Regions from separate parts of the Triticum aestivum genome. Here region 1 is linked to region 2. Evidence: chromatin contacts called from public Hi-C data. All regions are on one chromosome and are shown on one strand. The core of a region is the stretch at or near the end of the contact, and the rest is flanking DNA. Distances in the headings are between cores, read along the strand shown. Region 1 holds the start of LOC123053450 (polyadenylate-binding protein RBP47). Region 2 holds the start of LOC123053447 (mitochondrial uncoupling protein 3).

Region 1 (5,315 bases), core at 1,505-4,004, 670 kb after region 2:
TGTCATGCAGTTGCGTCTTCGGCCCGCCCAGGACGAAAAGCCCATTTTTTTCATGATTTTTTGTCATAGAAGTAGGAGCCCACCATATCTATGATGATACCGGGGTTTTATCACAATTATCGTCATAGAAGTGTCATAAGCATGATAGAAAAAAATCGTTCAGCCCAAAATGTCACGGATGTGTCTCTTTTTTGTAGTGCATGACGGTGTCGCCGCTCTAGCGACCGCGCCCACCAACTCCTCCCATTATGTTGCAGCTCCAGCTGCGCGCACACACTTCTTGGCCTGCATAGCAAATCAGGCCATACAACCTGATCAACCGCTTGTCAAGGTTCAAGTAAACAGTACCGAAAACATAGTACAACACCGACCAGCGGGGGGGGGGGGGTGGGGACTCGATGGCGATAGTAAATGTTCAAATTGGAGATGAGGAGTGGACAATGACATCCAGAAAGTCTTTGTGCACGTGCCCCTGAGGACTAGCGCCCCGGAGCCGCAGTCGTTGCCGTTGAAGAACTTGATACCACATATCGCCGTTGCGTACGCACGATGAGAAATTCTAACTTCACCGCCCCGAGGAGCTGACAGGAATCTATGTCGGCGCTCCGTATAATCCGTCCCAACGAAAGAAATTGACGAGGATCAGAGCCCGGAAGACAGACTCGGAGAAGAAGCGTCGTCATCCGTCAAACACCGTCCTTGCGAGGACTAAAACCCTAACTATCAACTAGCCAGAGCCGAAGCATTAGGAATCCTCCCCGCCTCCGGCCGCCAAAGCGGCAGGCGGAGGGGAGGTGAATCCACAGGCTCGCTGACGGAGATTGAGGGAAGGAAGGCTTTCCGTAGTCGTCGTGCCAGAGGGGAAAGAAACCATTGTTTAAGACCACACACTTAAAGTTATACATTTAATTATTTTGTATAAAGGGCTCAAGAAACTGATAAAAAATATTAATGTCGTCAACACTTTGTTAATAATGGGCCAAAATATATGTTCTAATCAAGTCCAAAATGGGAGATGAATTTTTGATCTTCAATGCTATTGGTTGCAAAGAAAACTATAAACCGACAAGGATGAGAGGAAAATGCACCCATCGAGATACCATCGTCGTGATATTATAGTTTTGCCGCAAGACCCGCTACCAGTAGCTCATCCATTTGTTTTGATCCGAATCACACTCTCGGTCAGCTCTTCTTATAGATAAGGAACTCCACTCCTTAAAAACTAATTCATCTAAGTGCTCATCCAAATGATATACTAAAAACAACATATGCTAACTTGAATGAACTTGGTTAAATAAAGTCATTCCATAGCATACTTTCTAAATATAGATGTATAAGCACAACATATACTAATGCCACATAATATCACTTATTAATCATAGAAAACCATCAACGACGCCCACGTGTATGCCAATGGGCTGGGTATCAAATTAATACTCAAGATACATACTAACTTTAGCATAATTGTTATCATATCCATATTTGTTTAATTACTAGGTTGTATACCATTTTATTTTGCAACAAAATACGTCTTTATTACTTTGCATAGAACTACAAATTGGCACATAAAATCCTATGTGATCTAGAACAATGCAACCTAATACTGCCCCCTCCCCCCCTAAAGGAAAACACTAGTGCCCTCATGTTGTGCCGACACATGACTTTCTTAAGCAAGAACTCACCGTTTGTAGAAACACGCCACTTAATCACAAACTATGTGGCGGTGGACTGAAGCATATGTTAACTTATCAAAGCCTCATAATCTACATGAACAACCATTGAGCGACCGGATCCTCGAAGACTATAGCAAAACCCTAAAAATTCCATTTCAAGAGACTTGACATGAATCGTCAAATAAATATCCATGACGCGAAGAGAAAATCATAGTATATGGCACGCAAGACCATGTTAGCAATGGTTAAACCATGCAAACCTTAATCCGTTGATGGTCATGTTGTGGTACAATGTACATACCATACACATCATTCTGGAATCAACGACTCACCCAAGGTGCCATAGTGATTGTTTGATTTTGATGGAAGCTATATTCATTTGTTGAGAATTTCTATGGTGAACCAAAATAATTAAATATAACTTCTTAATACTACCTCTATTCGATTTACAGGTCGGGCGCATGTTTTTAGATCTTTAATTTAAATAGCAAAATGTGTGTCATATGTTAGTACAAAAAGTATAGTAACTTGAGATTCATCACTGAATGAAGTTTCTAAACATATAGTGTTTGCGCATACAACATACTACACATATTTTGTTTTGTTATTCAAAATCGAAACCTAGAAAATCATGTCGAACTTTCAAAAATCGAACGAAGGAAGAACTTCAACCTTAAAAGCTTTGTCCAGCACCACCTCATTTCACAGCCTCAAAATAACACGGATATATTAATAACAAAATGCCGTATTTATTTCGTTCTTCATTTGCCAAATGCTGTCGCAAGACACTCGACCATACACTGATTTATGACAGCATAATAAATTCGCATCATATAAACCAGCAACAAGACTCCCGGAAAAGAAAAAGAAAAAGAAAAACACTTTCCAATCGCACTCCCTAACCACAGGGCCCACACTGGCAGCGCTATAACGGCAGCTACCAATGCGCTCCAAATCTGGGACCTCCCACCGGCCCTACACGTTAGCCTGCCTCCCCCATTCAATCAACGACCAGCATGATAACGAACTCCTAGATCCGACGGCCTGGATCCGCCGCCAGCCCGCTATATATCCAGTCACCTCACCCACGGGCACCCTCTCTTTCCGCCCTCCGCAACCTCACGAGACTCCCCCAACCCCAGGCGACCCTCCTCGGCGGCGGCGGCGCGGGCGGCGATGCAGATGGCGGCGACCACAACGGAGTCACAGGTGGCCGTGCCGCCTCACCACCCCCACGCGCACCCGCATCCGCACCCACCTCCGCATCACCCGCACCCGCACCACCACATGCCGCAGCCGCGGTGGGTCGTCCTCCCCTACCCGCCGCCGTCCATGGTGGCCGCACCGCCCCCGCCCCCGCCGCAGTTCGCCAAGCACTACGCGCCGGGGCCGCCGCCTCCCCCTGCCGCGGCCGGGCGACGCACGCCGACCCCACCCGCGGCCGGATCCGGCGGGAACGGCTGCGAGGAGAATAAGACGATCTGGGTCGGCGACCTCCAGTACTGGATGGACGAGAACTACCTCCACAACTGCTTCGGCCCCAGCGGCGAGGTTTGTGTTCTCTCCCGATCCGGACTTGTCCGTACTAGATCTCGCGAATACAGTAAGATTCGCCCCATTCCTTTGTCCTGATTCATGTGTTGTGCCATCAAATTGCCATGAAAGCGTATATTTTGTGCTTTGCTGTCGTTTGATGCGGATAAAAGGCGATGCTTCTATAATTAGCCGTGAAAAGTTGCTCAAGGCGCCAACTTTAAGGCCATTCAATACAGTACGGATGGAATGCTCTTCTTTGAATGGTTATTACTTCCATAGCTGCAAGCCATTTCTTCTTTCTGAATTGTAATAACAAACAAAATAGCATTATTCTTTGCGATGCTAGCTTCCAAAGGTGCCGACTTTGGGGATTTATACTAGTTTGGTTAGTACTCGTTTGGACGAAACGGTCTTGGCGCGTATAATTTAATGAACATTGTGAATGAGCTGAGCTAGTTATTGCATTTTGGTGATTACAGAATAAGTAAAATAACGGTTGGAGGGGTGAAAGGAAGCCATAATGAAAGCCTTGACCAATTACGGCTATCTTTTATTGGGAGGTTTGCTTACTGACGTGGACAGGAATTGGGAAAAGTGGCAAGTACTTTGTCTGGAAGATGGTTAACGAAGAAAGCAAGTTGTACGCGATCTTGTGTTTGTACAATTTGGCAGGAACTATCCTTTACACACATCAACCATGATAGGTTTATTAAAAGACATAATGAATGTTAACCACTCATGGGTTCATCTATTTTTTCCCCTTCAATCATTGCATATTTCTTCTCTTGCCCAGCTACTAGTTTACTCACCCTTTTCTCTACATCTGCTTCATAGGTGGTAACAATAAAAGTTATCCGCAATAGGCAAACTGGACAATCAGAGGGATATGGTTTTGTAGAGTTCTTTTCCCATGCATCAGCAGACAAAGCCCTTCAGAATTTTACTGGCCATGTGATGCCCAACACCGATCGAGCCTTTAAGTTGAACTGGGCATCCTATAGCATGGGTGAAAAGCGATCAGAAGTTGTCTCTGACCACTCAATTTTTGTTGGTGATTTAGCTGCTGATGTTACTGATGAAATGTTGATGGAGCTTTTTGCTAGCAAGTATCGCTCCGTGAAAGGAGCTAAAGTTATCATTGATGCAAACACAGGCCGTTCTAGGGGCTATGGGTTTGTTAGATTTGGAGATGATACCGACAAAGCTCATGCAATGACTGAAATGAACGGTGTTTATTGCTCTACTCGACCGATTCGCGTAGGACCTGCAACACCTAGAAGAACCTCTGGTATGTCCCTTCTTCGCGGTTGTTCTGCAGCCCTAAACTGTCCGGCCTTTTTGTTAGTTCGTGGATTGTCTTGTATTTTTTGTACAAGTGCTTGAACTTTCACTAAATATGACTCATTTTATGGCCACATTGTACCTACCATTACTATCACTATTTGTTTTGGAAAAATCTATTCATACCTTGTATGTCCCTGATGCTGTCGTAGTGTTCTCCTATTAGTTTTCTGGAACACATCCTGTTTTTAATGAAGAATGGTGCTTTCTTCTGTTATTGATCATTTATCTGTACTTGTTTTGCCTTTCTGGACTACGTACATGACCTGTAGAGATTTACAGATAGTATCAAACAAACAAATCCACTTCCACTGCGGTGCTAGTGTTCCTACTGCCTCTAGTGGCGCCAGTTCTACTGCTTCAATTCCTACAAGTCCTTATATTCATATATGGAGCATGTCATGTATTCTGCTTCTTTGTTAAGGGCAATATGGAATTGGTTATTTTCTCATACAAGATCCGTATATGTTTAATCCCTTGTTGCGCAACTTAATGACTATTAACTTCAGGTGATTCTGGTTCCTCAACACCTGGTCATTCAGATGGTGATTCAAATAACAGAACGGTGTGTATACTGGTGTTTCCATAGTGTTTGTTAACCTTGTGGCTTTTTAGTTTATAATCTGAAATTCTCAACCTGCTTTAGGTATATGTTGGTGGGCTCGACCCAAATGTTAGTGAAGACGAGCTGAGGAAATCATTTGCCAAATATGGTGATGTTGCCTCTGTCAAAATTCCTCTAGGGAAGCAGTGTGGCTTTGTTCA
Region 2 (4,867 bases), core at 2,320-4,819:
AGGTAACTATTTCTTTCCTTGTGTTGTACTCGTAGCATGTTAGTTTGTTCAGATGGTATTGCTTTTAGCATCCAGTATAATACTAACAGAATCCAATTCCAAAGCTGCCCTATTATTATGTCCTTGGTAAGTCTGACCGATGGGCATGGTATTTGTTTGCATGTTTGTCTGCAGTTATGAGAAGGAGAGAAAGCTACGTGTTGCTATCATACATGGATTGGCAAGAATGGCGGCAATCATGGCTACCACTTACAGACCATATCTAGGTGTGGGTCTGGGACCTTTGTCGGTAAGTCAAGAACTACACAGCTTTGTACTTCTAAACACATTTAGTTTCGTTTTTGTCTCTCAGCCTGATTAAAACTGCTTGTTGAGTTGGCCACCCGTGATTTTATTGGATATATGAAGCAAGGTTTAAAACTAGATTACCTGCTTCATAAGAGTATTATCAAACAATGCAGACTAAAATTACTATATGGATATTTGTCACATGTAGTTTTTGACAAAGTTGAGGATACCGCATCCTGGAAGAGTTGGTGGCAGATTTTTCATCAAGGTTGGAATGCCTTTGATGCTGAGCTGGATTTTAGGTGGCAACAGGTGATTCTTTTGAGCTATAAGTTTGTTTCCATTTCGAGCTCATAAGTAAATAGTGCTGTACTTTTTAATGGAATTTGTAAATACAGAACAATATTTGATTTTCATTAGGGTTAGATGCCTTCTCACCATGCACAGAAGGACTTCCCAATTGTCTCTTCTTACTCTCCATCTATTAATCATGATGGAAATATGATATGAATATTGTTTTTGATATGCAGCTCAAAGCTAGAAGGAAGACCGTTAAGTTGCCGGCTTTCTGACAAGGTATATTTCTAACAGACATGTAAACACTAATAACTACAAAACAAGATAACTATTTGACAATCTCTGACATTTAGCATCCCACTGTAGGCAAGCAACCAGCTTGGTCGATGGTTTCAGGATGACGATGCATTGGAACAAGCTATGGGTGGAGAGTAAGTTCATTGCTTACCCTCTGGTTTCATTTTGAACCAGACATGTTCTTTTTTTTCGATAAAGGGTGGATTTTATTGGCTCAGAATGAGCATTAAGAGGATACAAACACAATGAGCACACACCCGGCCTCTGCATAGTTAGAATGTACACAGCCAACACCAACGCACACAAAAAAAAATCGTCAGCAAATAGCAAAGTCAAATAAGACCAAAGCTATGCATAGACGATAAAAAACCCCTAAAGCGAGCAGATCTGCAATCAGCAAGCTATAACATAGACCATATCCGCACCAACCAATTCAATAACAACACACGGACGATGAAGTTCTTCAACAGCAACGCCTTCAGGAAGGGAGCAACGCTCATGCATCACCATCACCGGATCCAACCACCAAAGGCAAGAATCTAGGTTTTCACCCTGAAGAATCAGTTCGAGCAAAACCGAGCAATGCCTTGAACAAGGTACATTGCCAGGTATAACCAACTCGGGTCAGACCTAGGCTTTCACCCCGGATCTCGAGACCTGAAGCTCGAGTAGCACGACCGTCAACATCACCCATGTGTTGTGACCACCACTTTTCCGCGATCCCAGCAACAAAATGCGATATGCACCAACGCTGATGCACCACCATCCCTCTGCGTCAAGCCGTCTTTTATAGTTTGCATCTCACCATTGAAGTAAACCATCGGAGCTGAAGGAAGGAGCCTTCACAATGACCTTTCGATGGCCACCGCAAGAGAGAGCCCTGCATAGGCCGTCAGCCTAGGGGCCGACATGGCCGGAACCAGAACGTGAAAAGCAGATCACCATCATCGAAGCCTTGCTGGCCAGACAGTGCCGTCACTTGAGGATCGCCATGGGGAATCTGCACCGCCATCAAGAAACCGTCCCGCAGCAGGCCTGCGGACCCGTCACGATCGATCCCAAGATCCGTCCATGGCGCTACCCACGCAGCATGTTCTGCATACTACTTTCAGCGCCTTTGAAAAGAGTAGTTATTTGAGTGACTATTCACAGGTGGTACCTCTTCCCTATGAGCTCTGGAGATGACTCTGCCTTGCAGCCCATTCGTTTGATCAGGGATGAACAGAGGACACTCTCTATTGGGTAGGTGTACATAGCAAAAATATTTCTCTTTATACAACACTTTTTTCCTCAAGGCGTTGCGGAATAAAACAAATGTCTCCTTTTCTTGGCAGAAGCAAACCAGATCCGAGCAATTCTGATTCTTCGTTGTCGTTCCCCTTGCCACAAGTAAGTTACTAAAATGATATGTGGCAAATTTTTAGTGTTACCCGTTTAATCATCAAAATTGCACTCATGGCTGCATTTTCCTTTGTCGATAAACTTCTTAACTTCCCTTTGATCTGTTGAACTTCCTTGCAGGTATCAGAGATCCATGCTACTATCACATGCAAGAATAAGGGTTTCTATTTGACCGATCTCGGAAGCGAGCATGGTACATGGTTTAACGAGTAAGTTCTGAGAGCAGCCTGATTCCACTCTCTTGCTCCAGAAGTCGAAACTTTACATGTTAACTCATTCTCTTCCGTGTGGAATCTCCAGCAACGAAGGCAGACGCTACCGGTTACCTCCGAACTTCCCAGTTCGTTTCCACCCTTCTGATGCCATTGAGTTTGGTTCAGATAAGAAGGTAGCCATATCCTGTTCTCCGTAGCTTACCTTGCTTCCTATCTGCCTGATGGTCCAGTCAATCATGATTCGTCGTGAAATGCCCACTTCTGATCAGTTTGTGCAAATTTGCAGGCCATGTTCCGGGTGAAAGTGCTCAGCACGCTTCCATACGACTCCGCGAGAGGTGGAGAAGTTCTGCAGGCAGCATGAGTGGGGACTTCAGCGACACCTTGTCACCAGCCACTGTACAGCATTCTTCAGTAAACAGCCGACACTGCATCATCGCCAAGGAAAGAAAAAGAATTGTAATTTTTGCACTCATCCAGATATCCCAGAACAGGATTTTGAATAGCTTCTGACAGAATTACTACGTTGCAGTTCTACGAAAAAGAACTGAGGGTGTACAATAGGGGTAGGCAATTTTAGCTGTTGCCACTGTAATACTGTACCCAGTACAGTACATTGTTGTGCCTATTAACACGTGTTCATACTGCAAGATAGAAAAACATGTTAATATTGCATAATCAAGCCGAAGGCAATCATAGCATGAACACCATGACGCAATGGACCAAGGAACCAGCATGAACACCATGATTCGTTCCAAGGCATATGCGCCAGTAGTCTGTAGTTCGATATTTTCTCTTCGTGGTAAGAGCGAGACTTAGACCCAGGAATCAACTTAGTAAGTACTTTCTCCGTTCCAAAATATAAGTCTTTATAAAGATTGTGCTATGGACTACATACAAAGCGAAATGAGTGTATCTATACTCTAAAATACATTTATATACATCCGTATGTGGTTCATAGTGAAATCTTTATAAAGACTTGTATTTAGAAACGGAGGGAGTAGAAATAAGTAATCATCAGCAGCTGAACCTTAGGATCATGACGGGGGATCCAAGACACGCGGTAGTGTGGTCTTGGCTGCCGCGGCCGTGGCTCGCCGTCGCGGCGCGGGACCTGGGGCGGAACCACTCGATCGTAGCCCCGCACAGACCGATTCTACAGCCGTTGGATCATCCTTGTTCGGTCCAGATGCACGCGCGGTAGGCATGTATACTCCACCGGTACGCCGAGTGAGGTTTGCCCTCGTAAGCCATGTCACCCCGGGCCGCCGGCGACCGCCGCGAGAGCGAGACCCTAGCCAAGGTCTCCCTATCGTCGGTCTCGGCCGCCGCGGCGGAGGTCTCAACCTTCCCCCTCGACGCCCTCAAGACGCGCCTCCAGCTCCGCCGCAGCACCGGTGGTGGTGGTGGTAGCGGCGGTGGCGTCTTACGCGTCGCGGGCGAGCTCGTCCGCGACGGGGGGTTCTACCGGGGCCTCTCCCCCGCCGTCCTCCGGCACCTCTTCTACACGCCGCTCCGCATCGTCGGCTACGAGCACCTCCGGTCCTCCCTTGCCAGCGGGGGCCGGGAGGTGGGCCTCCTCGAGAAAGCGATTGCTGGGGGAGCCTCCGGCGTCGCCGCGCAGGTAAACATGTCTCTGTGAATATCAGATCCGTCGAAGTGCTTTGCTCTTGTGCCTGCAAGGCGATGTGCAATTCGTCTTAGCTAATCAAGGAACTTCTGATCTGTGCTACGATGGAGAAATGTGATCTCCTGCACAAGATTGAGAACCTGTGATGCACTCACAGCGCGAGACTGAGGACTGTTTGGTAGTATTAGGCTTTTAAAACAGTATACTTATATACTGGGAGTGCGAGAATTAAGAGAATGTATATCTGAAACCAGCATTACTGTTGCCATGGGTCTGTTTAGATACCGTAAAAAGCTATTCATTTTAAACATTGCTAAGCATTGCCATTCTCTTACATTCGTATGAAGAAGTGTATTAGGGCTAAGAGATAGTATTACGGTATGGATTCTGTGCACCTGGACCTGGATGCATAGCCCAGTTGGTTGAAGTAATCAAAAAGTACGTTTGTATGTTTGAAACCAAAATGCATGCTACATCTTATGGGGAAAGTCAAGACTGTTTATCGCCATCACTATCATTAACTCATTATCGCCATCACTATCATTAACTCATTATCACCCCAGATCTTGAAGTATCACTCATCTTATGCAGCACATCTCGGCGTGAATGTGTTGTTGTATACTCGTATGGCACAATAACCACACCAAGCAGTGGCAGCAGTTGCTAGGAAGACAGTGTTATCTCCAGTTACCGTGGCATACTGTGTACATGATACCATCGATATGTGCTTGCATTCCAC

The links. A called contact is a pair of places that touch in the nucleus more often than the background predicts.
Region 1: a contact with region 2 is called in a Hi-C map of leaf, with 5 times the contacts expected there. The contact joins the promoter of LOC123053450 here to the promoter of LOC123053447 in region 2. A contact is called at or near these places in 2 of 5 Hi-C or Micro-C datasets (both in leaf).

What each region holds. Positions count from the first base shown.
Region 1 is chr2D:407,280,264-407,285,578 of IWGSC CS RefSeq v2.1, forward strand. LOC123053450 (polyadenylate-binding protein RBP47) reads left to right here and starts at 2,755. Exons shown (of 6, transcript XM_044476933.1): 1 at 2,755-3,224; 2 at 4,044-4,497; 3 at 5,093-5,115; 4 at 5,197-5,315. The coding sequence starts at 2,850.
Region 2 is chr2D:406,613,243-406,618,109 of IWGSC CS RefSeq v2.1, forward strand. LOC123053447 (mitochondrial uncoupling protein 3) reads left to right here and starts at 3,570. Exons shown (of 2, transcript XM_044476928.1): 1 at 3,570-4,122. The coding sequence starts at 3,751. LOC123053443 (zeaxanthin epoxidase, chloroplastic) reads left to right here. Exons shown (of 16, transcript XM_044476924.1): 7 at 1-2; 8 at 175-289; 9 at 497-600; 10 at 819-864; 11 at 952-1,016; 12 at 2,035-2,124; 13 at 2,217-2,271; 14 at 2,404-2,492; 15 at 2,584-2,671; 16 at 2,785-3,173. The coding sequence ends at 2,862.